Regions from separate parts of the Rattus norvegicus genome. Here region 1 is linked to region 2. The links are chromatin contacts, called in public Hi-C maps. All regions are on one chromosome and are shown on one strand. The core of a region is the stretch at or near the end of the contact, and the rest is flanking DNA. Distances in the headings are between cores, read along the strand shown. Region 1 overlaps Napepld (N-acyl phosphatidylethanolamine phospholipase D). Region 2 holds the start of Pmpcb (peptidase, mitochondrial processing subunit beta).

Region 1 (6,238 bases), core at 708-3,207, 84 kb before region 2:
CTAGGGACCGGATGTGAGCATTGAGCATGTGGGACGCTGTACATCTGCGTTTGTGTGGACAAGCACTGATTTTTGGATGAAGACAGGTGTTACCCACAAAGCCCCCCATGAACAAACCATGTCAGGATGAAGGTGGCCCTCGAGAACAGACCCTGCAGTGCAGTCTCCTGACTGCCTGCATTTCCACAGTGATTTTAGCACCACGAAACATGGCACAAAGAATGCTTCAGAAGGTTTTTTTGCACACTTGAATATTTTCTTCAAAAGTTCAAGGTGTCTTGGCAAAATGTCCTGGCAGGTAAAGATCCCAGATGTCCCCCTCCTGGGCCCAGTGAGATCCCCAGACCACGTGGTATATGCATAGAACTGACCCCCTCTGACCTCTACATTCATACTATGGCACGTGCTCCGTACAAACACACAGTGTAAATTATTTTGAAAGTACTTAAATGTAGAATAAAATTGTTATTATAAAGAAATTTAAAGTATGAAGGTAAACAGTTCCACCCATGAAGGGATGGAGAGATGGCTCGACGGTTAAGAGCACTGGCTGCTCTTCTACAGGACCCAGGCTCAATTCTTACCGCCCCATGGTGGCTCACTGCGCTTTGTAACTACAGTCCCAGTGAGTCCAACGCCCTCCTCTGGCCCTCTTGGGCACCAGGCACACGTGGTACACAGACATACATGCAGGCAAAACATTCATGCACATGAAAAAAAAAAAAAAACAGAAAACTATAGAGAATCGTAATGTGGTAAAAAGAACAAACTAAGAAGAAATGTATAACTACACTGCCAGAGGTACAAGCACACTAATAATTAACTAATTTGTGTAAATTCTTAAGAGAATTTCATACATGTGTACAGTCCACTTCAATAACATCCACTCCTTATCCCCTCCCTCACCTCTCCCAGGCCCCATTCCAACTTCACTCCTTTTTTGAAGTTATTTCCCTTCTGACCTAAATCTCTATGCTATACAATAGTTTGTTTCTAATTCATTTGAAGTTTCTTTTTTTCCTACCTAATTAGAAAGGGCTGTAGCATTTAAAAAACAAGTCAAAGTCTCTGAACCAATCACCAGTGGGGAATGCGTCCCCCACTTCTATGAGGACTACCTTCTAGGCACCTACAGAGTGTGCCAGCTAGTGAGCCAGACAAAAGTCTTTACCTTCTCTAATAGAGACAGACACAAAGGGAAATAAAGTATCTGAGGGGTTACTCTGTTCTGGGGTGGGGGGAGGGGAGGTGTGCTGTATATGAAGTCTACTTTAAAGACAATCTCAGGGGCCCTTCCAAGAAAGTCCCCCTAAGTGTAAACCAAATATCCTGGGCTGCTCAGGGCACGGCGGGCAAGCATCAGGCTGAGGTTTTCACCCAAACATGAGGCTCCCAGGTCACGCCATGTCATGATTTGATTCAAATTGCAAAGGTCACTGTCTCTATAGAGATGAGCAGACTTTACACGGCAATGTGTGGAATGAAGGCCAAGTTGTCTATGAGGGTCGGGAGGGAGGTGGTTCTGGCTACATGAGGAGACAGCTTATATGTAAATACGGTGGGGCCTTGGCTGGGAGGAGGATCTGATCTAGAAAGGTGAATGAAGCAAGACAGTAGGAAGATTAAGACCTGAGAAAAGGGACGGGCTCTTTCACCAATCCCCAGTAGACATTCCCCAGTGGCTGAGAGTCCAAACTTTAGACACAACTAATAAATCCCCAGTAAAGACTGCCTGCACAGCAATTACACTAGCATCCCAGACAGGAATAAAACAGCCAGTGAACCAAGGTTAAAGCCAGAAGTATGCCTTCAATCTTTATAACCTTCTAATGCCTCCATCTACTGGGCCATCTGTCCAGCCCCAAGCATATCTTCCTGAACGCCTGTGCTTGAAATCTGCCCTTGGTGTTTATGCTTCTTAATACTGAGTCACCCTGACGCTGGCTTAACCTGCAATTCTTTTCTGTGGCTTACAGTCCCAGCTACATGAGTCAAGGTCTCTAGAAACAACTCCTCAGACTGCCCAGCCACGAGTGCTGGGCTGCTACTCCTCATTGCAGGACTGGATCAGGCCTGCTGCCTGCAACACTCCATCCTCACCGGGAGAGATGAGATAACCAACAAAATATAAAAGCCAGGAAACTTTTCTTGGGGCTTAACATGTAATGTGGGTATTTTCCTCCCTGTTTATTGCCCATCTGGGGCTACGTTTAGAGGGTCACTGACAGCATTCAACTAACTACTAAATAACTTGGCGTTCCGGCCTATTTGATCACACTATGAATCCCAAGATTGTGGACTGTGTTATTTACTGAAAAAGCCTTTCTAGTTGTGGTGTGGCCCAGCCTTAGCACACACCTCTAATCCCCCTGGCTGAAATACAGACACCCCCTCAGCACACACCTTTAATCCCAATGAAGGTAAAGTTAGTCTGTAGAAGGAAGCACCTGGTTTGAAAGTGATGTCTAATTGAATGGCAGACAAAGTGACGAGTCAGAGAAAGATTTGACAGAATAGGCTATGCCCAATTCTCAGAAGAGAGACGAAAGGGAACTACTTAACAGAGTAGTGCAGAGAGAGAAAAAGGAGAAAAGAGGCAGTTTCACCAGGACAGTTACACAGAGACAGGTTATGGAGAGAACAAGCTAAACGCAGGAGAAGACAGGAGGAGCCAGAGGATGAGAAGGTTGGAACAGACTGCTGGAGTTAGTTTGAGGCCAAGCAGAGCAATTTAGGAGAGAAGAGAGAGAAGTCAGATTGAATCAGTCAGCTTGGAGAGGAATTTTGAGCAAAAACAGCTGAGTTGAATCACCCAGCCAGAGCTCAGAAAGAACTAGAAAGGGTGAGTTTATTCAGCAGCAAGTCTCAGAGGCTGAAAACATTCTAGGCCGTAAGCTTGTACGGAGACTAGAAGCTTCCAGGACTAGGCCTGGGTTAGCAGACAGAGGCAGAAAGCCTCAGAGATGACAATTACATCCGGTGAATAAAAGATACTTTTACAACTCAGGTTTTAACTAAGCTTTACTTATACTGTACTCTTAGAGATAATTCATTACAGTGCTTAAATACTGAACAGTGAAGTGATTCTTGACGTCTGAAGTTTAGATCCTCGCCTTGTCTCTCCGTCTCGGCGAAGAAGCCCTCCTGACAGTCCGTCACTCAGGCTAGGTTACTGACAGGATACACATGGGATGTCCACACACACAGCACACGGAAATGGCAGAAGAAACTGCTGTCACACGGCAGCATACACGTGCAGCAGCCTGTCCCTTGCCAAAGGCACACGTCCCTCGGGTGGGCGAGCCTTCCCCCAGCTCTGCAGTTTTTACTTATTGCTCCACTCCACCTCCAGCAGCGCAGCTAAAGACCCTGCGTTATGCAGGTTATTTCACCATGAAAACACTTTAACTAGGGGCTAGGGAAATAAGCAGGGAGCGTATTTGGTAACCCTGGAACAAACCATATCTTAGGAGGGGACCAGGCCAGAAAGAAGGCAGGGTGAGAAGGCTAAAAGCAGCGAGAAAGCACTGTGTCTGTGCAGAGGGGTCCTGGGAGGAAGGAGGGGCAGGCGACACAGAGCCTAGGGGACATTGACTTCTAACACTTTTAAACTTGGCCTAGTCTCAGATCCAGGAACAAAGAGACATTTCTCTAGACTAGCCTGATCCCAGAACCCAGGCTGGCAGCAGATCTCTGGGGATCCGCTGAGGAAGAGTCAGTTCTTCTGGGGTAGTTTAGGAACAAACCACGTTCACCCCAATGTCAGAGATGACAAGCACTTAATCAGTTAACTGATAGGCAAGATGCTTCTGTTCCAGCTCTCCCCTCTGGCTGCCCTCCACCACCCCCTCCCCTGCTAAACAGCTAACTCCTTACTTCCTAGCGTGTGCTGCCCCTTGTGCTCTGCCCTTTCCTCCGCTGGAAAGATGCCTTCCTTCTTGCCTGTGGCCACGGTAAAATAAGCCACTACCCAAAGACTATACATGGACTGACCCTGGGCTCCAACCTCATAGGTAGCAATGGATAACCTAGTAAGAGCACCAGTGGAAGGAAGACCTTGGTCCTGCCAAGACTGAACCCCCAGTGAATGGGATTGTTGGAGGGAGGGCGGTAATGGGGGTAGGATGGAGAGGGGAACAACCATATAGAAGGGGAGGGGGAGGGGCTAGGGGGATGTTGACCCGGAAACTGGGAAAGGGAATAACAATCGAAATGTAAATAAGAAATACCCAAGTTAATAAAGATGGAGAAAAAAAAATTTCCATCTTCCATGAAGCAATTCCAGATCCCTCCCTGTGTTTGAGACCAGTCATTTATCTGTCCTACATTACAGCCCTTCTGCCTTCAAGTAAACAGGCCATGTCCGTGTGTTCAGATCCACAAGCGTCTGGAGAGTGGGATGTGACGGTTCTGTTCTGCCCCACAGAGATAACTGGAGAAGCACACACTTTGTTACCTGGAAAGTCAATCTAAGCAACAGCACGCCACGCAGGCTTTATTCATACTGTTTCGAGCCTTATTTTACTAATAATTACACGTCCACCCTCCGGTTCATGTGGTGATCATTATACCTGTATGGAGTTTGATTCCACAGTGTTGTCTCTGGAAGCCGGTCAGCAATACCGAAATCCCACCCACAGCCAAACAGTCAAAGCTGGGTCGTTTGTTTGTTTAAATCCAGCTTACCTCATTAGCTAAGGCAAAAGTCCCCCAGTGAATCGCCACGGATCTCTTGGCTTGAACGTCAATGTGAATCCTTACAGCATCCTCTGGGTCAGCATGTTGGTATTTCATAAACCACCTGATAAAATAGCAATTAATTAATCCAATCTCTGAAAACAGCCTAAATCCCAACGGCTGTTTCACCTAATCAATATTTAATAGTCTGCATATCTGGAGAGAGAGTTGTGCAATTAAGAACACAAACTAGTTTTGCAGACCTGAGTTTGGTTCCCGTATCAGGTGGCTCACAACACACAGACACACACAGACACAGACACAGACACAGACACAGACACACACACACACACACACACACACACACACACACACACACTCTCTCTCTCTCTCTCTCTCAGTTAAAAATAAAATAAGATTTAAATCACTACGATTCTTCACAGGACTATGAACATTTGAAAACATAGCAGCTTTTTGTATTCACAGTTTTCACATCATTTATCGTTTGAGAATTGTATACATGTATTCGAGGGTTATTTGTACAGCTTCCCCTATTCCTCGGGTTGATTCTATGTCAGTGCACCTAAGACCGAATCAACAGCCATCAAATTCACACCTCACTCATCCAGAACCAGCTACTCTGTGACTCCGATGTAGCTCTTCTGGGCTAGGACTCTGGTGCTGAGCGTTTGCATCCAGAGTTGAGAATTCCAGGGGAGGCCCACAGCAGTGAGGAGGAGGAGCCCAAGAGCAAGTCTGGGGACACCAGCAGACTTAACTGGGAGAAAGCAAGCAGGGCTGCCAAGACAGCTCTGCAGTCAAGACTGTCTGCTGCCCCTGCACAGGCCTGAGTTCAGTTCCCAGCGCCCACACCAGGCAGCTCACAACGGCCTGGAACTCCAGCTATAAGGAGCCGGACCCTCTTCTGACCTCTGTGGGCACCCAAACACAAGGCATTCACTCACACAGATACAAGAATATGCCTAAATATTAAAAACAAAATTTTGGGGTTGGGGATTTGGCTCAGTGGTAGAGTGCTTGCCTAGCAAACGCAAGGCCCTGGGTTCGGTCCCCAGATCCGGAAAAAAAAAAATCTTACATTAAGCATGGTGGAACACATCTTTAACCCCAGCACTCAAGAGCCACATGCAGGCCGATTTCTAAGTTCAGGACCAGCCTGATCTACAGAGCTAAGTCCAGGACAGCCAGGGCTACACAGAGAAGCCCTACCTCAATAAATAAATTACACACACACACACACACACACACACACACACACACACACACACACAATCATATATATGAGTAAAGAATTAGAAGTCAAACTCCAGTTACTACAGAATAAAAATATTGTACAAACACAAATGACCAAATGAAAGGCAAGCCCAGAGTTAATGTATCAATCCAGGTACTATGGCACACACATATATAACCCTGCCACTGCACACGAGGAGGCTAAATGCAAGGCTGGATTGCATTGCCAAGACTTTTCCCCCCAAATAAATAGTGTACAGTGTAATGTGTTAGTGTACAGTGTAGTGTGTTAGTGTACGGTGTAATG
Region 2 (6,212 bases), core at 3,194-5,693:
CTATTTACCTTCTGAGAGACATTTGAGTTGTTTCCAGTTTGGGCTTCTGTTGTTGTATAATTATATTAAATGGCTTTCTTTTACCCCCTCTAGATCCAGTACCACAGTGCCACAAGATACCTGGTAGATATCTTACCAGAAACACACATCCCAACTCCATGGAGGCCTAGTGTCCCAGCCGCCACACATTCTCTTAAACTTAATTCGCCACATGAAAGAACACACAACACAATAACCTCTGATCCAATTGATATAATTGCAAGACTTTTTTTATTAATTAATTATATAAGTACACTGTAGCTGTCAGACACACTAGAAGAGGGCATCAGATCTCATTACAGATGGTTGTGAGCCACCATGTGGTTGCTGGGAATTGAACTCAGGACCTCTGGAAGAGCAGTCAGTGCTCTTAACCACTGAGCCATTTCTCCAGCCCCAGAGTGGAATCTTAACGTCAGCCTCCATGTTCTCTCCGAGGCTTCTCTTGTAGTCTCTTCCAGTCTCCTTCCGTCCCAGTCTCCTCCTCTTCCCTCTGCCCATCCTTCCTTCTCATCCAATGACAGGCCTCATTCTATCTTTACCTGCCTTGACCTGTATGACAATCCTACAGGCTTCCATGACTCAAACTGCAACGAATATTCCAGTAGATATTTTTCTGTTATCATAACCCTTCACATCCCTGAAACAATGCCTAAGACAATATTGGCAGGACTGCCATGTAAGTGTCCACACCGGTCTGGAATTTTACATTTCTCCAGCTTTGTATGAGTGAGCACTTTTCTATGCATCCTTGCCAGCCTTTAGCGCTGCTGCTGTTTTCATCTGGCTGTTCTCCTACATGTGTTGGGGCAGCACATTTCTCTGGTTTTCTTTCTTCTAATGGCCAATTGTGTCAAAGGATTTTAATCTAGCAGCATGGCTACTCTGACTGGAATACAGACACCCCCTCAGCACACACCTTTAAGACCAATCAGTGAGGGTAAAGTTAGTTTGTAGAAGGAAGCACCCTGGTTTGAAAGTGATGTCTAATTGAGTGGGCAGACAAAGTGATGAATCAGAGAAAGATTTGACAGAATAGGTTACCCCCAACTCTCATGAGAAGAGAGAGGAAAGGGAAGCTACTTAAGAGAGCAGTGCAGAGAGAGGAAGCAGTTTTACCAGGACAGTTATGCAGAGACAGGTTATGGAGAGAGAATGAGCTAGACACAGGTGAAGACAGAATGAGCCAGAGGGTAGAACATATTGCCAAAGTTAGTGTGAGGCTAAGTAGAGAAAGTCATTAAGAATCTGAGAGAAACCAGATTGAGTCAGCTTGGAGAAGAGTTTTGATCCAGAGTAGCTGAGTTGAACCAGCCACAGATCAGAAAGAACTAGAAAGGGTGAGCCTGTTCAGCGGTAAGTCTCAGAGGCAGAAAACATTCTAGGCCTACATTAGATTGTACAGAGACCAGAAGCTTCCAGGACTAGGCCTAAGTTAGCAGACTGAGGCAGTAAGCCTCACAGGCGAAAATTACCTCAGACAAATAAGTTACAGTTTACAGGAAGGGGAGAAGCAACTCCTGTAACTTGGCCTCTGACCTCCTCTGCAGGCTGTGGCAAATGTGGCGGATTCGTGCCCCCCCCCCCCATCAGTAAACAAATGTAATTTAAAAGAGCACATTCTAGGTCCCAAAGGATATCCAAACAAATAAAATCAAATCAAAAGAATTCCCTGAAGCTCACCAGACTGCAGGGGATGGCGGCAGACAGGCATAGCGAGAGAAACCACAGCAGCTAGAGAAGCTGTGGAGACTAAACGTAAAGAGACACAACTGGAAGTGATGGGGGTGTTACAGCAAACCCCAAGGAAGGCCACAGTTTGAAAATTTATACTTCAAAAATTTGGAAAACTCAAAATGGACAAATTCCTTGATGTTCCTGACCTGCCAAAATTAAAGATGGGGGGTAGGGGGAGTCTAAACGATTTAAGCAGATCTAAAGCAACAAGGTCATAGCAGTAACCTTTAGCAAAGAAAAGCTCATCCCTACATAGATTTTCCACCAGCTTCTTGCAGGAGAGGTCATGCCAATGTGCCTTAGACTAGTCAATAAAATACAGAACGAGAAGGAACACTGTCAGACCCTACAGGAGCATTACCTCGATGACAAAATGGCTAAGGACAAAACAACAAAAACTAGAGAAAAGAATCTCGATACACATAGACACAACTCGGTGTTTTCAAGAAGACACCGGCAAATTCAGTAACGTTTTAAGTCATACCCCATGACCAGCCTGGCATCATGCCATAGATACAGGGATGGTTTAAATTAATACATGTAATACCGTATAAAGGCAATGGGGTAGAAATCACATAACCATGTCAATAGGTGCAGAAATCCTTTCATGATTTGGAGGAACTAGGAACAGAGGGAGCATACCCCAACATAGTAAAGACTAGTAAACCTAGAGCTAACGTTACACTAAACAGAGAAAATCTGAAAGCATTTCCCAGAAATAAGGTGTGGGGTTGGGGGGAGGTGGGGGTGGGGAGATAGCGCCTTGGTGAACATATTTGCTGTACAAATATGAGGACCGGAGTTCAAATTCCTAGAGCCCAAGTAAATGGCGGTGAGCTCCGTGGCCTGCCTCTAATTCCAGCCTTGGAAGGTAGGCAGGGAATCCTCAGAGCAAGCTGGCCAGAGGGCCATATCACTGAGCTCGGGGTTGAGTGAGAGAGTCTGACTCCATGAACAAGGTAGGAGAGTAGTCAGGGATGACTCCCAACATCAGCTTCACACACTGTGACCTTCACAGGCAACCTCTGTGCTCTCGCACTCGCGCGCACACACATACAACACACGTATGCACGGGTGGCTCCTCCACCAAAAATATACACAACGCATGCACACAAAAAATGGAAAAGAGATTTTTAAAATGAAAGTACAAACGACCAACAAATATTTGGGGGAAAAATGCTCGCTACCCACAGCTTTCAGAGAAATGCAAATTCAAACTGTGTTGAGAGTGCCTCTGTTCAGTTTTCTTTACTGTCACTGTGATAAAATAACCTGCAGTTCCAGAGGGCACCCATCCACCCGTGATGGATAAGGCGGGGCGGCAGGAACAGGCGCTATCACACTGCCTCATGGCTCGGAAGCAGGGAGATCTGGAAGTGGGACCAGGCTGTGAAACCTGTGCCCAAGGACATACTTCTGCTGGAAGGCTCTACCTCCTAAAGGTTCCGTCCGCAACCTTTGCAAACAGCGCCACCCGCTGGAGGCAGAGCACATGAGGAGGTCAGAGGCTGGGACCAAAGATGACTTGGAGTTTCTAGTTTGGACGTTAGGATGAAGGGACCCGTGACTGGGTGCTCGCTATTACAACTATGGGGAGAGATGTAGGGGCAAGGCGGGAATCCTATTTTGTACAAACTGACATGGAGGTGCCCAAGGAATTTTCATGCCTAGTTGCTCAGTGGTGGATCTTATAAGAGGAGAGCCTGGGTGGGTAAGACAGGTCGTCGGGTGAAAAAGGACACCTGAACGATAGCGTGAAGCAGACATTAGGCAACAAGGGGACAAGTTAGACCAAACTCCCAACTTCTAGAGCCACAGTGCACACTCTTTAGTGTTAAACAGCCTGCTAGGCAGCCAGGAGGAGTCCCCACTGTAAAATTAGCTTAGTAATAGTCTCTGCTTCCCAGGTAAAGTCACTCGCAGGGCAAGCCTGTCCCCCGAAGTTCCACCCCCAGAATTCACGTAGAGGGAGAAGGGGCAACTGATTGCATAAAGTTGTCTTCTGACCTCCATAGTTTGCAGTGGTGCGCACCCACGCCCTTCCCATAATAACAAATTAAATTAAAAATTTTAATTTAAAAAACGTGCTTGCTATTTGTTAAGCTTCAAACCCTGGGACAAATGGAGGAGGTGTCTGTTTAACAAATCTTAGTTTCGTTAAAGGGTACGCGGATAAAGGGGCACCCAGGAACGTGAAAAGGCAGTTTGTTTAGGCAGAGCCCTAAGACTTGGAGGCAAACGACATTAAATCGTGGTAACAGAAGGTAAGACTAGGTTTGTAAAGCGTCTGTCTTTCAGTAGCAATCTCGTCAAAGGTATTCCTATGGAATGGAATAAGCAAAGCTATAAACATTAGAGCAACAACAAAGATACATCTTTTCCTCTCTGTGTTCTGTCCGTCCCGTACTGGTTCTTTCTGATTAATTCCAACCATCTGGGGATACAGGTTCCTTTCACTTTGTCCCATGCGTGCCTTGCACATCATTTCTACAGACCTGATTATTGGAGTGAACTGAGGAGGGAGTCAAGGAGTGAAGGGACTGGGGGTACTAAGTCCAGACACAGAATCAAAGGAATTTTAAAGGCTGCAATCCCCGTTGCCGCCACAAGGTGGGGCCAGCTTCCTATTCTGGGACCTGGAGTCACGACCCGGAAGTACCTTTTCACCTATCCACAGCAGAGATGGCGGCGGCGGCTGTATCCCGGACGTTGTTGCCGGTGGCCGGACGGCGCCTGTGGGGATTTACGCGAAGGCTTCCGCTCCGCGCCGCCGCTGCTCAGGTGAGCCTCGCTTCGTCGCGCCCCAGAGGCTCCCGGTGCGCTCTGGACCGGGCCTCCGGATCCCCTGCCCCGGGGCGCAGGCGACCGGGCCGCAGAGGGGGCGGGGCGGCTGCTCCCTCCCCACCCCGGTGTGTGTTAGTAAGTTATTACCAATGTTACTGTATGTCGGGCTGTTCTCACCCAAGAAAAGGAAACCAGGACAAGCGCTTCAATTTGAAGTTGGGTTTGCTTTTGTTTTTGATATTTTGAGACATATTTGTTACTCAGAGTTTCTCTGGGCAACATCTCTGGCCGTCCTGGAACTTGCGGCATACATCAGGCTGGCCTCAAACTCAGATCCGCCTTCCCCTACACAACAGGGCAGAGTCATGTCCTGTTACATTGATTGGTCAGGGAGCAGGAAGCCTTTGGGTTACAGAAGCAGGACAGTGCAGGTTAGTAAAAGTTTCTTTTTTTTTTTTTTTAAGAATTATTTATTTATTTTATATATATGAGTACACTATAGCTTTCTTCAGACACACCAGAAGAGGACATCAGATCCCATTACAGATGGTTGTGAGCCACCATGTGGTTGCTGGGAATTGAACTCAGGACCTTTGGAAGAGCAGTCAGTGCTCTTAACCACTGAGCCATCTCTCCAGCCCTAGTAAAAGTTTCTTAAGTATCGGTTTCTATGGCTGTGATGAAACACCATGACCATGGCATCTCTTATAAAGGAAAACACATTAATTGGGTCTGGCTTACAGTTCAGAGGTTTAGTCCGTGATCATCATGGAAGGAAGCCATCATGGCAGCACATAGGCAGGCTTGGCAGAGAAGGAACCAAGAGTTCTACATCAGGGTTGGCAAGAGATAGACAGAGACAGACAGACAGTGGGCCTGGCTTGAGCATTTTAAACCCCATAACCCACCCCAGTGACGCACTTCCTCCAACCTTCTAGTAGTCCCTCTCCCTGATGACCAAGTATTCAAATCTATGAGCATTTCTATTCACACCACCACAGTACTGTACAGGCCTAGTGGTTAGGTCAGTCTCAGGGTTAGCAAATATGGTTTTCTCATTCCAACATGAAAACGCTGCTGAATGGTGAAGCGTCTGTAGTCAAACCAGTTGGCCAAAGAGGACGTGAGGCACCTGCCATGTTTCCGTCTGTCTCTGCCCACACATGTCCTTTGTGAACAGTAGCATCTTGTTTCATATGTACAGTCAGTTTTATATTTTTATTTCAGTTCCTTTTTTTCTCAGTGATTATGAAACATTTGTTGAGAGAGGCGCTTGAATCAGGTGTGTCTGTGTGGGGTAATGTAGTAACTGCTCCTGTTCCCAGAGAGAAGGGCATGTTCCTGGGGTGTTGCTGTTTGGGAGAACAGTTGGTTAAGTAGGTGTCTTAGGAGGCTTTGACTGCTGTGAACAGACACCATGACCGAGGCAAGTCAACTAAAGGACAACATTTCATTGGGGCTGGCTTACAGGTTCAGAGATTCAGTCCATTATCATCAAGGCAGGAGCATGGCAGCGTCCAGGCAGTCACAGTGCAGGAGGAGCTGAGAACTCTGCATCTTCATCTGAAGGCTGCTAGAAGACTGGCTTCCAGGCAGCTAGGATGAGGATCTTAAAGCCCACACCCACAGTGACACACCTACTCCAACAGGGC

What was found. Hi-C and Micro-C count contacts between places; a contact is called where the count stands out from the background.
Region 1: a contact with region 2 is called in a Hi-C map of the A7r5 cell line, with 5 times the contacts expected there. The contact joins the enhancer-like site here to the promoter of Pmpcb in region 2. A contact is called at or near these places in 11 of 12 Hi-C or Micro-C datasets (the A7r5 cell line, the Rat2 cell line, Schwann cells and 6 more).

Annotation. Positions count from the first base shown.
Region 1 is chr4:14,281,905-14,288,142 of GRCr8, reverse strand. Napepld (N-acyl phosphatidylethanolamine phospholipase D) reads right to left here. Exons shown (of 5, transcript NM_199381.2): 4 at 4,687-4,801. Among named protein-coding and RNA genes, the nearest start is that of Armc10, 22 kb to the left of the region's middle. Within about 2 kb of position 1,957, at least 6 of the 93 cell types and tissues checked have an H3K27ac peak or open chromatin away from gene starts, as enhancers often do. A contact at or near this core is called in the A7r5 cell line, where this site is marked.
Region 2 is chr4:14,200,815-14,207,026 of GRCr8, reverse strand. It overlaps Pmpcb (peptidase, mitochondrial processing subunit beta), which reads left to right and starts at 4,443. Exons shown (of 13, transcript NM_022395.2): 1 at 4,443-4,557. The coding sequence starts at 4,459.